Regions from separate parts of the Mus musculus genome. Here region 1 is linked to region 2. A link is a contact called in public HiChIP or PLAC-seq data. All regions are on one chromosome and are shown on one strand. Each heading gives the region's core, a stretch centred on a gene start, on an enhancer-like site or on the middle of the called end of the contact. The rest is flanking DNA. Distances are from core to core; before and after follow the strand shown. Region 1 overlaps Wwox (WW domain-containing oxidoreductase). Region 2 holds the start of Nudt7 (nudix (nucleoside diphosphate linked moiety X)-type motif 7).

Region 1 (3,578 bases), core at 331-2,830, 320 kb before region 2:
CTTAGGTCTCTGCACTCAAAGTCAGCCGAGCCTACGCAACCCCATGTGTAACAGGCCAATGTGGGGGTCACTGAGACGGCTCAGGAAGTGAGAGCGCTCACCATTGTGCCTGATGACCACAGCTGGATCCCAGAGACCCATACAGTAGAAAGAGAAGAGACTGTTAAAGTTATCCTTACACACACACACATACACACACACAGACACACACACACACACACACACACACACTCACACACACACACACACACACACACACTCTCTCACACACACACACACACACACACACACACACACACACACATACACTCTCTCTCACACACACACACAAATAAATGTAACTTCGAAATGTTTTAAGAGACAGAGAGTCTCTACATTTTACAAATGAAGAGCCTTATATTTAAAATACTAAAGTGGCCTGCCCTAGGTCACTGAACAAGTTAACTGTCATTCCACTAGTTTTCTTCCTTCTATGTCCCAAGAGCCTCCAGTCAAGGTGCTGACCCTCTGGGTGCTGATAAAATCACACGCCAGCATTGACTCATTCTCGCGTATTCCAGAGGAGAGGGGCTGCAAACCTGGACACTTAGTCTTAATACAGCAGACAGCCCTGCAAACCAGGAGTTTCATGAGCGAGGGTCCTAATGAAACAACTGTGATCTGAGTCATACAAGGGCTAACGGTTCAAGTCCCTCCAGTCCCTGTCTGTGATATCTTTTTCTGCTCCCAGGCTACAGAAACAATAACCAGACAGCCTCATTGGATTTGGTTTTTGTTTTTTGTTTTGTTTTGTTTTGGGGGGAGGGGTGTTGTTTGGTTTGTTTTGGCTACATGATGGTACTATCTGACTTCTAACCAAAAGGTGGGAAAAAAATCTTTCCAAACTAAAGACCAGTCAATGCCTACCAGTTATTCAAAGCGATCAAAAAGATGATCCCGGGGCCAATGCAGAGCTCCGGTGCCATCCTCGGGAGGACCTGTAAAGCACAAAGCTAGGGAACACCAACTTAGTATAAGGACTCATTCCGGGCCCGAGCATCCGCTGCAGAAATGGCTGCAGGGCGAGTGTCTGCAAGGGACCCACATCTCCATCCTGAACAACTGCGCAGAGACGGAGAACTACCTGCCTGGCCCATGAGCTGGAGGAAGTCACCTGGCCCGAGTCACTCAGGTAGGAAGAGGGGAGCAGTTTGAAAACTAGGTCACGCCTGCTTCTAGAGTCAGAACTCCTCGCCCGCCTGCCCCTCTCCAGACTGAAACCCGCCACCAATCAAGCCTGCCCTGCCTGTCAGCAGAGCTATTTTCGGCATTGGTACAATTTCGCTACGTGGGAGCCCGGCTTGTCACGTGAACAAATGCACGGGAAAGCTCCGGCATGGTGCGACTAGCTTTAACAGATCTGGGGAGCTGGGATGTGTATGGGGGGTGGGGAGGCGCCAATCCCAGAATCACCAGTTCCTGGCTACTGTTTACCAGCCTCTCAAACCCCATCGTGAGCCAGCCAGTGCTGAGCTGAGGGCCCCTCTCCCATTCCGTGCCCAGGATGTGAGTGTGCTAAGCAAAGCAAATAGCCTTGAAGCCTAGAGGACTTCACAGAAGCAAGAGGGGAAGTCAGGCCGGCTTCTCTCTCAATTGCCTCTTGATCACAGGATTGAATATGTACTTAGAGTAAGGGACACTTTGAGATAAATTAACTTCTAAGAGAAAGGGACATTTTGAAAATTAAATTATACTGCATGGAACGAGCAATCAATCAGCAATCAATATGTATCTGATAGCCATGCATACAAAATGAAAAGGCAATTCATAAAAGAATAAGTACAAATGGCCCGGCGTGAAGAACGGCTACATCTTGGGTATAATCGGAGGCATAAGGATTTAATTGACAGTTTTTTTTTCTTTTTCTTTATGCCCCTTCCCAAGATTGGCAGGGACACGGAGCAACAACTGGCAATCAGATTGGTACAACAATTTAGGGGTGCAGTGTCACAGATCAAGATATTAAGATTAGTGGGTAAATCCGTCGATTCAGCAATTCTCCTTGCACAAAATAAGGCTGCAGAATGTCACAGATGGGTACAAACATCTAATTGCAAAATGTCTGCCTCCATTCCGTGGCTATTAAAAAGCTGGAAGCTACCCAAATGTGCCACACTGGGGAGATAGCTGGAGCCATATAATGGAATAGTATGCAACCATTTAAGAGGTGGAATATTTAATGGTAAGGAAAGATACATTTCACAGCCCAGTAGAAGAAAAGAGGAAAGCCACTGCCTCGGATCACAGATGCTGAACACTGGCATATGCTTCCAACTGTAAGGATTTTGAATTGTTTTTTTTGTTTGTTTGTTTGTTTGTTTGTTTTCTGGTTTTTTTATCTCTATTTTCTACATTCCCCATAGACAATACATTTAATAAAATAAATTTAAAGTCACTTAAATGAGAGGACACAGAACACTAACTCCATGTAACACTTGGCTCCTGTCCCTCCCGACTCCATGAGCACCCCTCTCGCATGCTAACCTACGATGAAGAACCCCAAGCAAGCATCCGTGCCTTCACCCTTGATCCACCTGGGGCTTGGAAACTGCATCTGCCACAGCCTACCCTACAGCTCCACCCTCGGTCCCTAGACCATCGGGGTCAGTTCCATTCTAGACCTGGGTGCAGAGTGAGTGAGCTTGACGGGGTATGTGCCATTACTTCTGAGGTAAGGAAAGGGGTGGGCATAGCACATTGAGCCCCGGGCAGGAACTCACACATATTCTGTACCTGTCCAAGGACCTAGGCACACTTAGGGTACTGACCTCACCTCTCTGTTCTCCTACTCTGGCACCATTTTGATACAGCTGCAAGCACTGAGATGAGGATTTTAAAAGACAGCAGAGCCCTTCTATTTAAAATGCCTGTCTGTATGATATAATAACAATGCATAAACACTAATCTGGTATCATTGAGTGTAAAGATAAGAATGAGAGATGTGGTTTGAAGTTTCTTTATAACCACATGTGAATGCTGGCTAACTTTGTTTCTGTGAGATCGGTTCAAACAAAGAGCCTAGCTCTGCTCACCTTGCTAATCAACCTCTACACAGTGAAGGTGAAGCCCCAACTCAGTCTCCAGCCTCCACACAGTGAAGCTGAGGCCCCAGGCAGCCTCCAGCCTCCCCTCCCTCTCGCCTTTCTCCCCCACCTCCCATCGACATCTCTCATGCACACACAGCATCTAGATCTCCTTAGAATCTAGGAAGGAATCTTCCCCTTGACTCTAATGGCAGCTGGCTGAATACAGTATATAACAATATCCAAAGAGAAAGAGAAGTTAGACAGCCGGATAAACAAACACTGAGAGAGACAGAGCGGGCAGCGTGGCTCATGCCTTGCACATCATGCCTTACTCGTTCTGTACCCCAGAGTTCAGTTTGGCAAATCACTGTGGGGACTTCATTTGCTAAATCAAGGGAAATGATGACCTTCTTGGTAACCTATGGGTGTCTTACATTAAGAGACCCTTGAAAGAGGCCTCCGCGGCCCAAGTGCAATTTTGGAAAAAGTTGAGAATTCACACGGGGGTAAATG
Region 2 (3,497 bases), core at 289-2,788:
CCATCCTGAATGTAGGGAGAACTCCCAATCCAACAACAGGTGTCTTTGAAGGAAGAGGCTATAGACATAGATGTACACACACACACACACACACACACACACACACACACACACACACACACAGAGAGACAGACAGACAGACAGACAGATGGGAATGGGGACCCAAAATCTGCTGCTATAAGCCAAGGATGATCGAAAGTTACCAGAAGCTGGAAGGGGCAATGGAACATCCCCAGAGACTTCTGATTGTGTGCCTGCTAATACCTTGATTATGGACTTCAGACCTGATTATGGGTCCTTCAGACCCAAGAGAGGCTAATTGCTATTCCTCAAGTCATCCAGTTGGTAGGACTTTGTCACAGTGGCTGTAGAAAGTGTAACATTAGTTCTCACTATTCCGCAGTATGACTGTGCAAAACCAGATGTTTAGGTCAGCCAGAACTCATTCCATCTCAAAAGCTGGGTGGAGCCGGGTGCGGTAACTAGCTCACACCTGCAACCTCCTAGTGCTTGGAGAAGCTGAGGCAGAACGACTACCGAAAGTTTGAGATCAGCCTGGGCTACCCATCATCTCCTGGAGCCTCGAGAAGTCCTCATCTGTAACTTGCTCGAGGGTAGCCGTGCAGGTAAAGTGGCCAGTTCATGAACAAGGTGGCCCTGAGCTGTGAGTGTTAATCACTAGCGCATCCTTAACAAGCCTTTGGTTAGAGGGGTTTGCTTATTCTCAAACACCGCCCCCCCCCCCCACAAGCCCCATCCCATCCATGTGACAGAGAGCTGGCTGCAAACCAATCAAATGTCCTGGAAAGGGCCAATGAAAGCTGGCACACAGTACAGCTGATACTCACAGGCCTCTGTCCAGAAAAGACAATTAGCCAGCCAAAGAGGAAGAAGGCTTTTAAACAACCCCTAGAACTGCCCAGAGGCAGCAGGAAAATAAAAGTCTAATTGTGTCGAGACAATACCATCAAAATAGGAGCAGGGCTGGCCCATTCTGTGTTGAGTTCTCAGAACAGCCTTGTAGTACTGAGGCCAGGCTGGGAGCAGCAATGCCTTGAGCAAGAACCTCGGTTATGGGTGGAAGAAGCCACCCAGGAACTTGAACTCTGTTTGGCTGATGCATAACTGTCTGGCCATGTTGGGGTTCTGAGGTTCCGCTGTGGGGGTTCCTGAAGAGTGACTCGGATTGGCAAAAGGGAAACGCTGTGACCCTGGGAGATGAGGACACGCCTGCGCGTGTGTGAATCTTGTTAGGTGAAAACCCCAACTCTGTCCCCAGGAGCAGAAGAGCAAAGTTCCGGCTGGAGGGGAGCCCTGAGGAGCCTGAACTGCAGGGTGGATAGATAGGGCCTGTGCAATGATCAGAGCCCGGCTTGGTCAGGCTCCGGTGCTTGGAGCCGGAGAGCTTTACCTGACAGGCTCCGGGAGTCCACAAGGTCGCGACATCAGCCCTGCAGTACTTCCTCTTACTAGCAGCAGGAGACTTCGGGAAGCAAATAGTTCTGACGCGCATGCGCTTAGTAGCCCCAGCTAGGAATGAGGGCGGGGACTTTTCAGGGAGGAGAGGCTGAGGGCGGGGCCCTTCAAAGACGCCCGAAGTGCTAGGGGCGGGGCCTATAGGTAGGGCGTGTTCGGGGCGGAGTTAGGTCCGAAGGTGGTGCTGACCGGATTTAAAGTGTTGAATACACTAAAAAAAAAAAAAAAAAAAAAAGATTGCTGTCTAGTAGCGTGGGCTTCTTCAAAACCATGGAGCATGTGAGAAAATTTGCAATAAGCAGTTGTAAAAAGTACTTAATTTTAAAAAATTAAAAATTAATTACGCTTGCCGGGCATGGTGGTACATGCCTTTAATCCCAGCACTTGGGAGGTAGGGGCAGGCAGATTACTCTTGAGTTCCAGGGCAGCCTGGTCTACAAAGTGAGTTCTGGGACAGCCAGGACTGTTACATAGAGAAACACCGTGTCTTGAAAAACCAAACAAAAACGAAAACCAAAAACCAAAAACAAAACATTTTATTTACTAGTGTGTGTGTGTGTGTGTGTGTGTGTGTGCGCGCGTGTGTGTGTGTGTGTGTGTGTGTGTGTGTGTGTGCGCGCGCGTGTGTGCGTGCGTGTGTGTGTGTGTGTGTGTGTGTGTGTGTGTGTGTGTGTGTGTGCTACAGAATATGTATGAAGATCAGAGGACAACTTTCAGGAGCCAGTTCTCTCCTTCCACCCTGTGAGTTCCAGGAATGAAACTCAGGTAGGTAGGCTCAGAGGCTGGGAGGGGAAAAGGAGGCTGGGTGGAGAGTTGGGGGCTTGGAAAACCAGGCCGAGCTCCTCACTCCTGGCCAAAAGAGAGTGTCTAACATGTAGCTCTCCACACCTCCACCCCCACCCCAGTATCAATGTCTCCAGTGTCCTGCTGCAATGCAGACTGCCCAGAAGCACACACCTACTAAGTCCCAGGAGGGTGGCAGGTCCCCAGTGTAGGTAGATGCTGCTGTCTGACACCTGCACCTGTTTTCAGGGATGAACTGCCTAGCAATGGGAGAGCTCCATCACCTCACACAGAGCTGAGAGAGAGTGTGAGCTGAGCGGGGAGGCTGGCCGGAACTGAGACTGGGGGGGGGGGGGGAGAGGGGAGCAAGGCAGGCTTCTCCAAAGACTGGCATAGTGTCTGACACACAAACTTAATGATGGGCTTTACAATTCATATATCCTTCCCTAATGTCACACATGAGTACAATGTATCTATTGTAAGTGATTACAATAACACCCACCTTCCATACCCCTCCATTTTCCTCCCAGAACCCCCAACCACATCTGCCTCCCCAATTCATGTCTTCTACTTCTTTTTTATTTTTCTTTTCTTCTCTTAAAATTCAAAGAAATTGAATGTAAAATTAAGTAATATATAAGAATGAGTCAAAAACTGAATTCATCCCTACATCAGTATAGTAAAAAAATATAATTCATTGTATATTATATTATTTTTTTAATGAAAGAATAATTCCATAAAAACAAGAGTACTCAGAACTCATGAGAATCCCATTATAGCTAAGGGAACAGTTGTACCACAGTTCCCGAGATTTTACATTTATTTTTATTTATGTATATAGGTATGTCTGTTTGTATGCATGCTAGAATTATAGACATATAAGCAGCCTGATGTGCATTCTGGGAACTGAACTCTGGTCCTCCGAAAGAACAATATATTGTGCTTTTAACTGCTGATCGAACTCTCCAACCCCATTCCCAAGACTTTTAAAAAGTACTAAACCTGGCGACATGAGGGCCTTTAATCTCGCACTTGGAAGGCAGAGGCAGGTGGATCTCTGTAAGTTCAAGGCCAGCCTGGTTTACAGAATGAGTTCTAAGACAGCTGAGGATGTTATACAGAGAAAGCCTGTTTTGAAATCACTAACCCAGCACCTGTGGTTTATCGCGTTATCTGAGCAGTGTAATACCAGGAACAGCTGGGAAGGGTCCAAACCAAGAACACAATGGTATCCTAAT

The links. HiChIP or PLAC-seq counts read pairs in DNA pulled down with a chosen protein or histone mark.
Region 1: an H3K27ac HiChIP or PLAC-seq map of microglia shows a contact between it and region 2, with 9 times the contacts expected there. The contact joins the enhancer-like site here to the promoter of Nudt7 in region 2. A contact is called at or near these places in 6 of 39 promoter capture datasets (the C10 cell line, the HPC-7 cell line, hematopoietic stem and progenitor cells and 3 more), 6 of 484 Hi-C or Micro-C datasets (B cells, CD4 T cells, LSK cells and 3 more) and 3 of 115 datasets of contacts at active chromatin or transcription factors (bone marrow-derived macrophages and microglia).

The regions. Positions count from the first base shown.
Region 1 is chr8:114,453,948-114,457,525 of GRCm38.p6, reverse strand. All of the region lies in intron 4 of Wwox (WW domain-containing oxidoreductase), which reads right to left. Among named protein-coding and RNA genes, the nearest start is that of Wwox, 16 kb to the right of the region's middle. Within about 2 kb of position 1,580, at least 22 of the 459 cell types and tissues checked have an H3K27ac peak or open chromatin away from gene starts, as enhancers often do. A contact at or near this core is called in microglia, where this site is marked.
Region 2 is chr8:114,131,615-114,135,111 of GRCm38.p6, reverse strand. It overlaps Nudt7 (nudix (nucleoside diphosphate linked moiety X)-type motif 7), which reads right to left and starts at 1,538. Exons shown (of 4, transcript NM_024437.4): 1 at 1,412-1,538. The coding sequence starts at 1,446.